Regions from separate parts of the Gossypium hirsutum genome. Here region 1 is linked to region 2. The links are chromatin contacts, called in public Hi-C maps. All regions are on one chromosome and are shown on one strand. The core of a region is the stretch at or near the end of the contact, and the rest is flanking DNA. Distances in the headings are between cores, read along the strand shown. Region 1 has its middle 4.3 kb from the start of LOC107914330. Region 2 holds the start of LOC121218291 (2-oxoglutarate and iron-dependent oxygenase domain-containing protein CP2).

Evidence for each region. Hi-C and Micro-C count contacts between places; a contact is called where the count stands out from the background.
Region 1: a contact with region 2 is called in a Hi-C map of leaf, with 2.5 times the contacts expected there. The contact joins the enhancer-like site here to the promoter of LOC121218291 in region 2. A contact is called at or near these places in 6 of 34 Hi-C or Micro-C datasets (leaf and seedling).

The regions. Positions count from the first base shown.
Region 1 is chrD06:41,506,606-41,510,857 of Gossypium_hirsutum_v2.1, forward strand. It overlaps the pseudogene LOC107963217. Among protein-coding and RNA genes, the nearest start is that of LOC107914330, 4.3 kb to the right of the region's middle. Within about 2 kb of position 2,011, at least 1 of the 9 cell types and tissues checked has an H3K27ac peak or open chromatin away from gene starts, as enhancers often do.
Region 2 is chrD06:41,402,490-41,407,024 of Gossypium_hirsutum_v2.1, forward strand. LOC121218291 (2-oxoglutarate and iron-dependent oxygenase domain-containing protein CP2) reads left to right here and starts at 1,839. Exons shown (of 9, transcript XM_041095308.1): 1 at 1,839-2,386; 2 at 3,047-3,094; 3 at 3,315-3,491; 4 at 3,599-3,749; 5 at 3,860-3,946; 6 at 4,430-4,535. The coding sequence starts at 2,081.

The DNA.
Region 1 (4,252 bases), core at 761-3,260, 100 kb after region 2:
GTTGCTCAATCAACAGTTGAAGCTGAATACATAGCAGCAGCTGCAGCAGTAAGTCAAGCCATTTGGCTTAGAAATTTGCTATGTAATTTGAATGAAGAGCAACTTGAACCTACTAAAATTATGGTGGACAACCAATCAGCAGTTGCCATAGCCAAGACTCCTGTTTTTCATGGCAAAACCAAACATTTTAAGCTTAAGTTTCATTTTGTTCAAGAAGCTGTACAATCCAAAGAAGTATGTCTTATACATTGTAGCTCACAAAACCAATTGGCTGACATTTTGACAAAGCCTCTTGTCACAACCAAGTTTGAATTCTTAAGAGATTCGATTGGTGTTTGTTGCCTACAGTCCAGGGAGGAGTGTTGAGCGTGGACTGCAATGCAACAAGTAACCATGAAGCAGTAGCAACAGCAGACCAGCATTGGAGCAGAACCAGAAGCTGCTTGTTTCATTTTGTTCATTTTTTTTGTAATGTTATCAAGTTAGTATGTATCTTGATTTCTAAAGTTAGTAGGATTTTGATTTGAAACTAATGGATGTAATAGCTGAATTTTTCAGCTTTTTACATGTATTATTTTAGTTAGCAACTTGCCAAATTGATGGGAGCAGTTACAAGTTTAGGTAACTGTCAAGTTATTTTGTAACACTTTATACTTTAAATGAGAATCAAAGTAAATGACTTCCATTCGGTTACTTCTTCTTTGTTCTTGTTTTTCAATTTTTTGCTTTGCTTTGCTGTTTGTGCTTATGCTCATAGTTGCTGCTGCCATTGTTCCAACATTAAATCTATTATTTTTATAGATGATTTTATCTATTTCTATTCAAATGTCCTAAATGGAAGCTTGTTTGTTTATTATTGCTATATAAGGGATTGAAATGCTAAAATTCAACACAAAAAATCAAATTTGTTATTCTCAGAAAGGGATAGGAACAAGTAAATTTACGGTTTATACGGTCCTTTTTGTTGCTATGTATACATGAATCAAAGAATTTCTGAATTTCTAGACAAAGATACAAAAAAATATGCAATGCAAGTACTTAGTAAGTACCCATCTTCGAACTTTATCAAGGATCTAGTTCAGAAATGGAAGCTTCATTGACTGAGACTTGAACGGTTTCTCGTTTAGATTGATTGGAGAGTGAGGATGACTAAGACTTCGTTTCTGTCTCCATGGTGGATTGCATTGAAAATGCAGATCTCGATGGCACTGGAAGAGACATGGAATAGCTACCTAGCATGAGAACCACAGAGGCCATGGTTGGTCTGTAAGCAATATTGTCTTGAACACAAAGCAACCCAAGATGGATACATCTCATTATTTCAATTCTGGAGCAATCCCTCAGGATTGGATCTACTACTTCTAAAGCAGTTCCTTCACTCCAGTTTCTCCATGCCTGCAAAAGTCGAGGAATATGAACTTACATTGTGTTTTAGCAAATTCTAATCCAGTAATACCATAACCACAATATGCAGCTTACATGGGTTAGCAGAGAGTCTCCCACTTCTTGGTTGGAGAAGCTACTGATTTTTTTACCACTAATGATTTCCAAAACCAACACTCCAAAGCTGTAAACATCGGATTTAACTGAATATTGTCCATGCCATGCATACTCAGGAGCCATGTATCCACTACGGACAAATAAATCTTAATGAATGAATTTAAATGGTAGCTAATCCCCTAGAAGAAGTGCTAATGCTTAGGATCTTTGAGTTTTAGATATCACAAAGTTAACAAATAACATGTAGGAACAGATCCTTCTAAATGCTTACTAGGTCCCAATGACTTTGCTTGTGTCAGCTCGAGTTTGATCAACCATAAACAATTTCGCCAATCCAAAATCTGAGATTTTAGGATTCATCTCTTCATCTAACAATATGTTGGCTGTTTTTAAGTCGCGATGGATGATTCAGTATTGAGAATCTTCATGAAGATAAAGAAGTCCCTTAGCTATTCCCTTTATAATTTTGTACCTCTTCGTCCAACTTAGTAGCAAACGCTTTACTGAATCTGCGATTAATCATGAATTTAATAGTCATAACCAGAGATTATCAACTTTTCACCTCTATAACAGACTTGAATTGCATTCTACTACCAAATATAAATTAGAGGAGTAAACCATACCGAATATAAAGTTGTCAAGGCTTGAGTTAGGCAGAAAATCATATATGAGAACCCTTTCTTTTTGTTCCAAGCTAAAACCAAGAAGCCTAACCAAATTCCTGTGTTGTAGCTTCGCCAATAACATCACTTCATACTTGAATTCTTGTTGTCCTTGTCCCGAATTTTCAGCCAACCTCTTTATAGCTACTTGCCGCCCATCCTCAAGCTTACCCTGATAGTATTTGTAACAAACAATGATAGAAAACACCAATTTTTATTTCCTATTATTTCTTGGAAGCCATCAAACTAGAGGCTTCACTTTTATATATTTAATCAAATTTCCAAAATTACCTTATAAACAGGACCAAATCCACCTCGTCCGAGAATGTTTGCATCCGAGAAGTCTTCTGTTGCAACTCTTACTGCATCAAAGTCAAATTGCAACGATTCTACACTGGTCTTGGCATCTGCAGGTTAACAAAGAATGAATTAAGGCTTGTGGTTAACGGCCGGGAGGTCTCATGCCAAAAGAAAAAAGTTATAACAAATGAAAACAAGAGGAAAGCACTTGCAACTTTTTTGCTAATTTTTATTTTCTAAAGTATAAAACCATGCTTAAACATTGGAAGAAGTACATCAAAAAAGTTAAAATGACTAGAATACCCCTAGCAGAAATTTGTTTAGATAAATGATTATTGTTATTGTTATTAAATTTTAATAAGATTATTAATATCAGTAATAAATAATTTAATCATATTTTAACATAATTATTATTAAAATATAATTTAATAAAATTATTAATATTAAATATTCTTAATATTAAATTACTAAAATCATAATATATAATACTATAAAATATAATTTAACATAATTATTATTAAATATAATTTAATAAAAATATATAATTTAATAAAAAATTTAATATTAAATATTTTCTTATATGAATTTACTAAAATCATAATATATAATACTATAAAATATAATTTAAAATAATTATTATTAAATATAATTTAATAAAAATATATAATTTAATCTAAAGTTTGAATGTGTATTTACCTAGCAAAAATCAATGAACTCTTGTGTAACTATAACCTTAATAATATATGATGTATAATTAATATTTCGTGACTAATTAATAGCATAGAGATAAATATAGTAATAACGAATTTATAGTATACGATTAAAATGCTAAAAATTTATAGTATACAATTAAAATATTATAAATAAAATAATAGTAAAATATATAAGATAAATTAACATATAAATAATTCAGATATGTAAAGGATATGACTGAATATGGTTGCTCCAATAATAAAGGATATATAATATATCATGGTGTTGTTTTGTTTAGATAGTTCGGTAACTTAGGAGGGTATGTATGAAGAACACAAGTTGATGCAGATAGAAAGACGACAATATTTCATGATTACAATAAGATATAGTATATATATAATTTATGGATTCCTTGCAATCACGTGGCTTCTCTAGCCATTTTATTTAGCATATCCAGTGATATTAAGATCCAGAATTATAATACAACTAAAATCTGTGCACACTTATGGATGATCTAGCAAAGCCTCAGTTGGCTTTAGGTTCCAAATCTTACAACCCACAAACCATATTTGCTGGCACTGCAACATCAATCATCTTAGGATATGCCAAGTTAAGATCTGTTGCACCAACAAAAACAGAGGAGAAATTAGAACAGGCGATCCGAAAAAACCTAAGGATGCTTTTTCTTTTCTTTTTTTTATAATCTTTATAGACTGGATATATTGAGCATCAACTTACTTTCCATGATGTTTTTGAAAGTCTCCTGCAAAAAGGGTATTCAACAAATAATATAATCAGACATATTGATAGGACAAATTGAAACTAGTATTCTATGATCATAATAAAGAGTAATCTTCAATCAAATGCGTGAAGGTATTGAGATGTCATGCTTTTTAATGATTTCTTGTTTTACCATGGCGATGTTCATTGGAATAGTCCCATCCAAGAGAATCAAACCAATGCTCAGCAAGAAATGTTCAATGCATATGTAATTTTAATTACAGAAGTTATATGCAGCTTATATGAGTTCAAGATCATAAAAGACTTCATGGACAAAAGGAAACCCTTTCTTATCACTGAAATGAAAATAGGCACTC
Region 2 (4,535 bases), core at 589-3,088:
GACCATTATTTGTACAACCAACAATTATAGTGTTCCAATAGGCAATATCCTCTTTAGCAGAAATTGTGCCATACAACATTAAAGCGGCTGATAAGTTCCCAAAATTAATGTACATGTGCATGAAGGAATTAACCATAAGAATATTCTTGAAAGCCCTGGCTTTATCTCCAGGCAGTGAATTGATTTACCAAATGATGGGAATCAAGGGAAATGCAAGACTAAATAATAGTCAGGGCAGTTGAAAAACTCAATTGTAAACACTGATGGGTCAATGTCTTAAATAAACTTTGAGCTTCTTTTGAATACCCATTCTGGCTGTAGCTAGAGATTATAACATTCCATGAGACTCTCTTTTGGGGATAGCATTAAATGAAAGCTTCGCCTTGACTATACAATTACATTTTGGGGATAGCATTCAAAGAGGTGTTAAGAGATAAAATTCTAAAAATTTCTGGTTCACCTCAAACTCAAAAAATACCTTACATTTTCTTACTGTTCTTTCACTTTCTAATCAACCAAATAGAAATTAAAGTTTCGATCACATGATTCAAACACCCAATTCCTAAATAAAACAAATTCAAGTAAAATGACAGTTTTAGTGATAATTAACAAAAACAACAATTATAAAATCTAAAATTGAGACAAATCAATACCAACATATGTTTCCAGTAAAAAAAAATACCCACCCCCAAGCTCTCAAGAACAACAACAAAGGGAAATAAAAAAATCATTATTCTCCCTTTCTCTGTTCATTGTCATCCGCTAGTCTTATTGTTCACTTATCTTTCAATCTCTCTTTTATCTAATGGCAAAAACCCAGAATGATAATCAACCCGCTATATAAAATGTAAAACCCCCATTGACAGAGAGAAAATATTTGACATACAAGAAGCTAGTCACTCCCCATTGCATATATATTGACAGAAATTTCAAAAGGGTTACATTTCACAATTTTACTTCAATTTTGCTTTTTTTCCTAATAAACAAATAAAAGTTGTTATGAATGAAAATGGGAACAAACCAGATTCTATAATCCCTCCATTTTTTTGTTCAGCCTGTAATCCTTCTATTACTGATGTTGGGAAAGAATGAAGCCCTAAATCCTTTTTTTCCTAACAATGAGGAGACGATGAAGATAGAAAAAATCGGGAAATTCACCAAAAACTTAAATCTTTTTCTTCTAATAGTGAAGACACGATGAGAGAAAGAAAAATTCAGGAAAAAGAATCTTGAAGAAATTGAATCTGACGGAAAAAAAAACTAGGAGAAATTGAAATGGACATGAAAATAAAACCTTGAAGAAATTGAATCTTACTTGGAAATTTTTTAATCTTTTAAATTTGAGTTGGAAAAAATTGTTGATTGGCGTAAAATAATTGAATATAACCTTATATGAGGTGGTGGGAATGGTAAAATAATTGGATAGAACTATATATGAGGTAGTAGAAATGATTCATGGAATAATTTATCTATTAATAAGTATAATTTTATTTTATAAAATTATTTTGTTTAAAATATTTGATCATTACAAGGAATTTCAAATGAAAAAAACCACAAAATTTCAAAAGAGATTTCATTTAGAAGAAATAAAATATGTTAATTTATAAGTTTTTAAATTAAAATATTAATCTCATTAATTTTTATTTAATTAATTTATAGTTTAAATTTTTTTAAAATAAATTATTTTAATTTAAAAGAAAAGAATAAAAAGATATAAAATATTTTTTTACAAATTATAGGAATTAAATAGATAATGAAAAAATATATAAATTATTTTAAAAATTATAGTAAAATTTTTCTCTTGACATATTAAAGTTACTGAAATACCCTTAGACTCCGGGCTGGGAGGTCCCTCGTCGTCTATCTTAAATCACAAATCCAATCGACAAACTTAAAACCCTAACTGATGAAAATAAGAAAACAAAAGACCCTTTCATTTCTAAACACAAATTCTGGCTTTCTTTTGGTTTTTTTTTCTCTGGTCAATTTTAGTTTTTCCTTAAGTTTCTTTGACAGCAGTGATTGGAAATTGCTGTTAGGCTGATGCAAATGCGTATGATTTGTTCAGTTAAAAGGAATCATGTCTTTCGATGTCAGTAGAAAAGAGGCCCAGCAGCCTGCGCCACCGACCACTGGTCACAATGGCAATGTCGTGGCGGTATTGCCTAGCATGTCGACGGTTACGGCGAACCGGTTACGGCTGAATCCTAACACGGAGCACAAGCCGGAGAGCTACGAGGGTTTGCAGTTGGAGTTCAGTCCGCTTCTGTTCAGCTCCCTGGAACGTTACTTGCCTCCTCCCATGCTCTCACTCCCTCGCGATTCCAAGCTCCATTACATGCGCGATATTATCCTTCGTTACTCTCCTGATGGCGAACGTATTCGCGTAAGCTTCTTCGTTTATCGCCTTTATTTTTGCTTTTATTGTATGTTTGGATATCAGGGTCGAAAGTTTCTTTCATTTAAAATGTAACCTATTGATTGCCGATGAAATGATAATGTTAACTTTTACAAAAATATTGTTATGCCAATATTCCAGTTAAGCATCTGAATTTATGTTCATTAAGGTGAAAATCAGTTGAATTTTTCATAATGCAAAATCAGTAATATAAATGTATTATTTTCAAAAGCTTTTTTTGCTGGAAACTGAGAATGATTGGTCCCTCTTTCAATTCATTTTTGATTCATTGAGAAAAAAATGGACATATACTGGAAAATGCAGAAATAAGAAGGGATATTTATTTATTTCTTGTTTTGAATTTCTGAGCTGCCGAATGTTGTTTGGATCGGGACAAATTGATATATTGATTGATCTGCAGAGCGATTTTATCTATCCTATTGTCGTTGATCTATATGCTTGTATACTTTTTCAGTAATTTCCTGCAATGTTATGCATTTTATGTTGGTCAAAATTTTCTCATTACTGCTTTTTGTTTAGCCTTTAGTTGAAGCTAGCTAACTGGTGTGCGGAAATCAATCTCTATTGATTTTCGTTTTCCATTTATCCATACCTTCTTTTTTACTATTTAAAGTTTTTTGTGAACAGGTTCAAAGGCATCGAGAATACAGACAGAAGATTATATCGCACTATCAGGTGCATAGTATAATTGTTGTTTGACTAGGATTATTTATACTCAAGGTGGTCTGTAATGATTAATTTCTGCCTGCAAAAACTCCAAACTATACTGATTTTTGCTATATATGATGATTGACCCTTTATGTGCCATGGTTAAACTACTTAGAATTTCATTGTAATGTGAATCTTTGTGAGGTTTTATATTTTCTTCTGGTTATGTCATCTCTTCGTTTTGCAGCCTCTGCATAGAGAATTGTATACGATGCATGCCTCAAACTTCTTTGCCCCTTCATTTCTCAAAGCAATTAATGAGAATAAAGAGGAAGGTTTTAGAAGTATAATGGCTGAACCTACACTAGGGGTTTTTACTTTTGAAATGTTTCAGCCTCGTTTCTGTGAATTGTTGTTATCTGAGGTATTGTCATTGCTTTCTCTCTCTCTCTCTCTCTCTCTGTTTTTTATTTTACTTTATTTCTTGTTTTTTAGTTTTTACATTTTTCTTATCAGGTTCTGATTGCTTAGGTAGAAAACTTTGAAAAGTGGGTCCATGAGACAAAATTCAGAATCATGCGACCAAACACGATGAACAAATTTGGTGCCGTTTTAGATGACTTTGGCCTGGAGACCATGCTTGGCAAGTTGATGGAGGACTTTATCCGGCCTATATCCAAAGGTATTTAGTTTTTCTTCCATGATGAGACTGTAAATGCTTGCTAACATATATTTAGATTTAAAGCTTAGACCATAATTTGTTTTATATGTATCATTGGAAATGGTTTGCAGTTTTCTTTTCTGATGTGGGTGGATCTACATTGGATTCTCATCATGGTTTTGTTGTTGAATATGGAATTGACAGGGACGTTGAGCTTGGTACGTTCTGAGTTCTGTTTTCTCTTTTTAATTAAACCATTCCATTGGTTCTTGGAAATGGTTTGCACTATTCTTAGGAACTTAAATCTTTAGCTATTGGTAGATGGAAACTTGATTCTTTGGATTCTACCATTAAAGTGTTTAGAAGGTATTGCACAAAATATTCTTACATTCCTCTAACTCTGCTTTGTGGATTGCTTGTTACTTATTTTCCTTATTAATTGATAGCATCATCAATTTTCTTTTGCATTTCATGCTCGTCATCTTTTTTTTTTCCCTCTATGACTGTAGTTTCACCTGGCTATGCTTTTTCCTAATATTTAAAATTTTGTGCACGTTAAAATTTCATTTGTTGATGCTTGTTCTGTTAATGTGCTTGTTTATAATACTACCTCTTTTTAGTGAATATAGTTAATCCTTTTAGCTTCAAATCTTGTTGTTAAACTTGATGCTTCATGAAGTTCTGTAGTTTTGTGTTTGTAGGTTTCCATGTGGACGATTCCGAAGTCACCTTAAATGTTTGCTTGGGTAAACAATTTTCTGGAGGGGACTTGTTTTTTCGAGGTGTTAGGTGTGATAAGCATGTCAA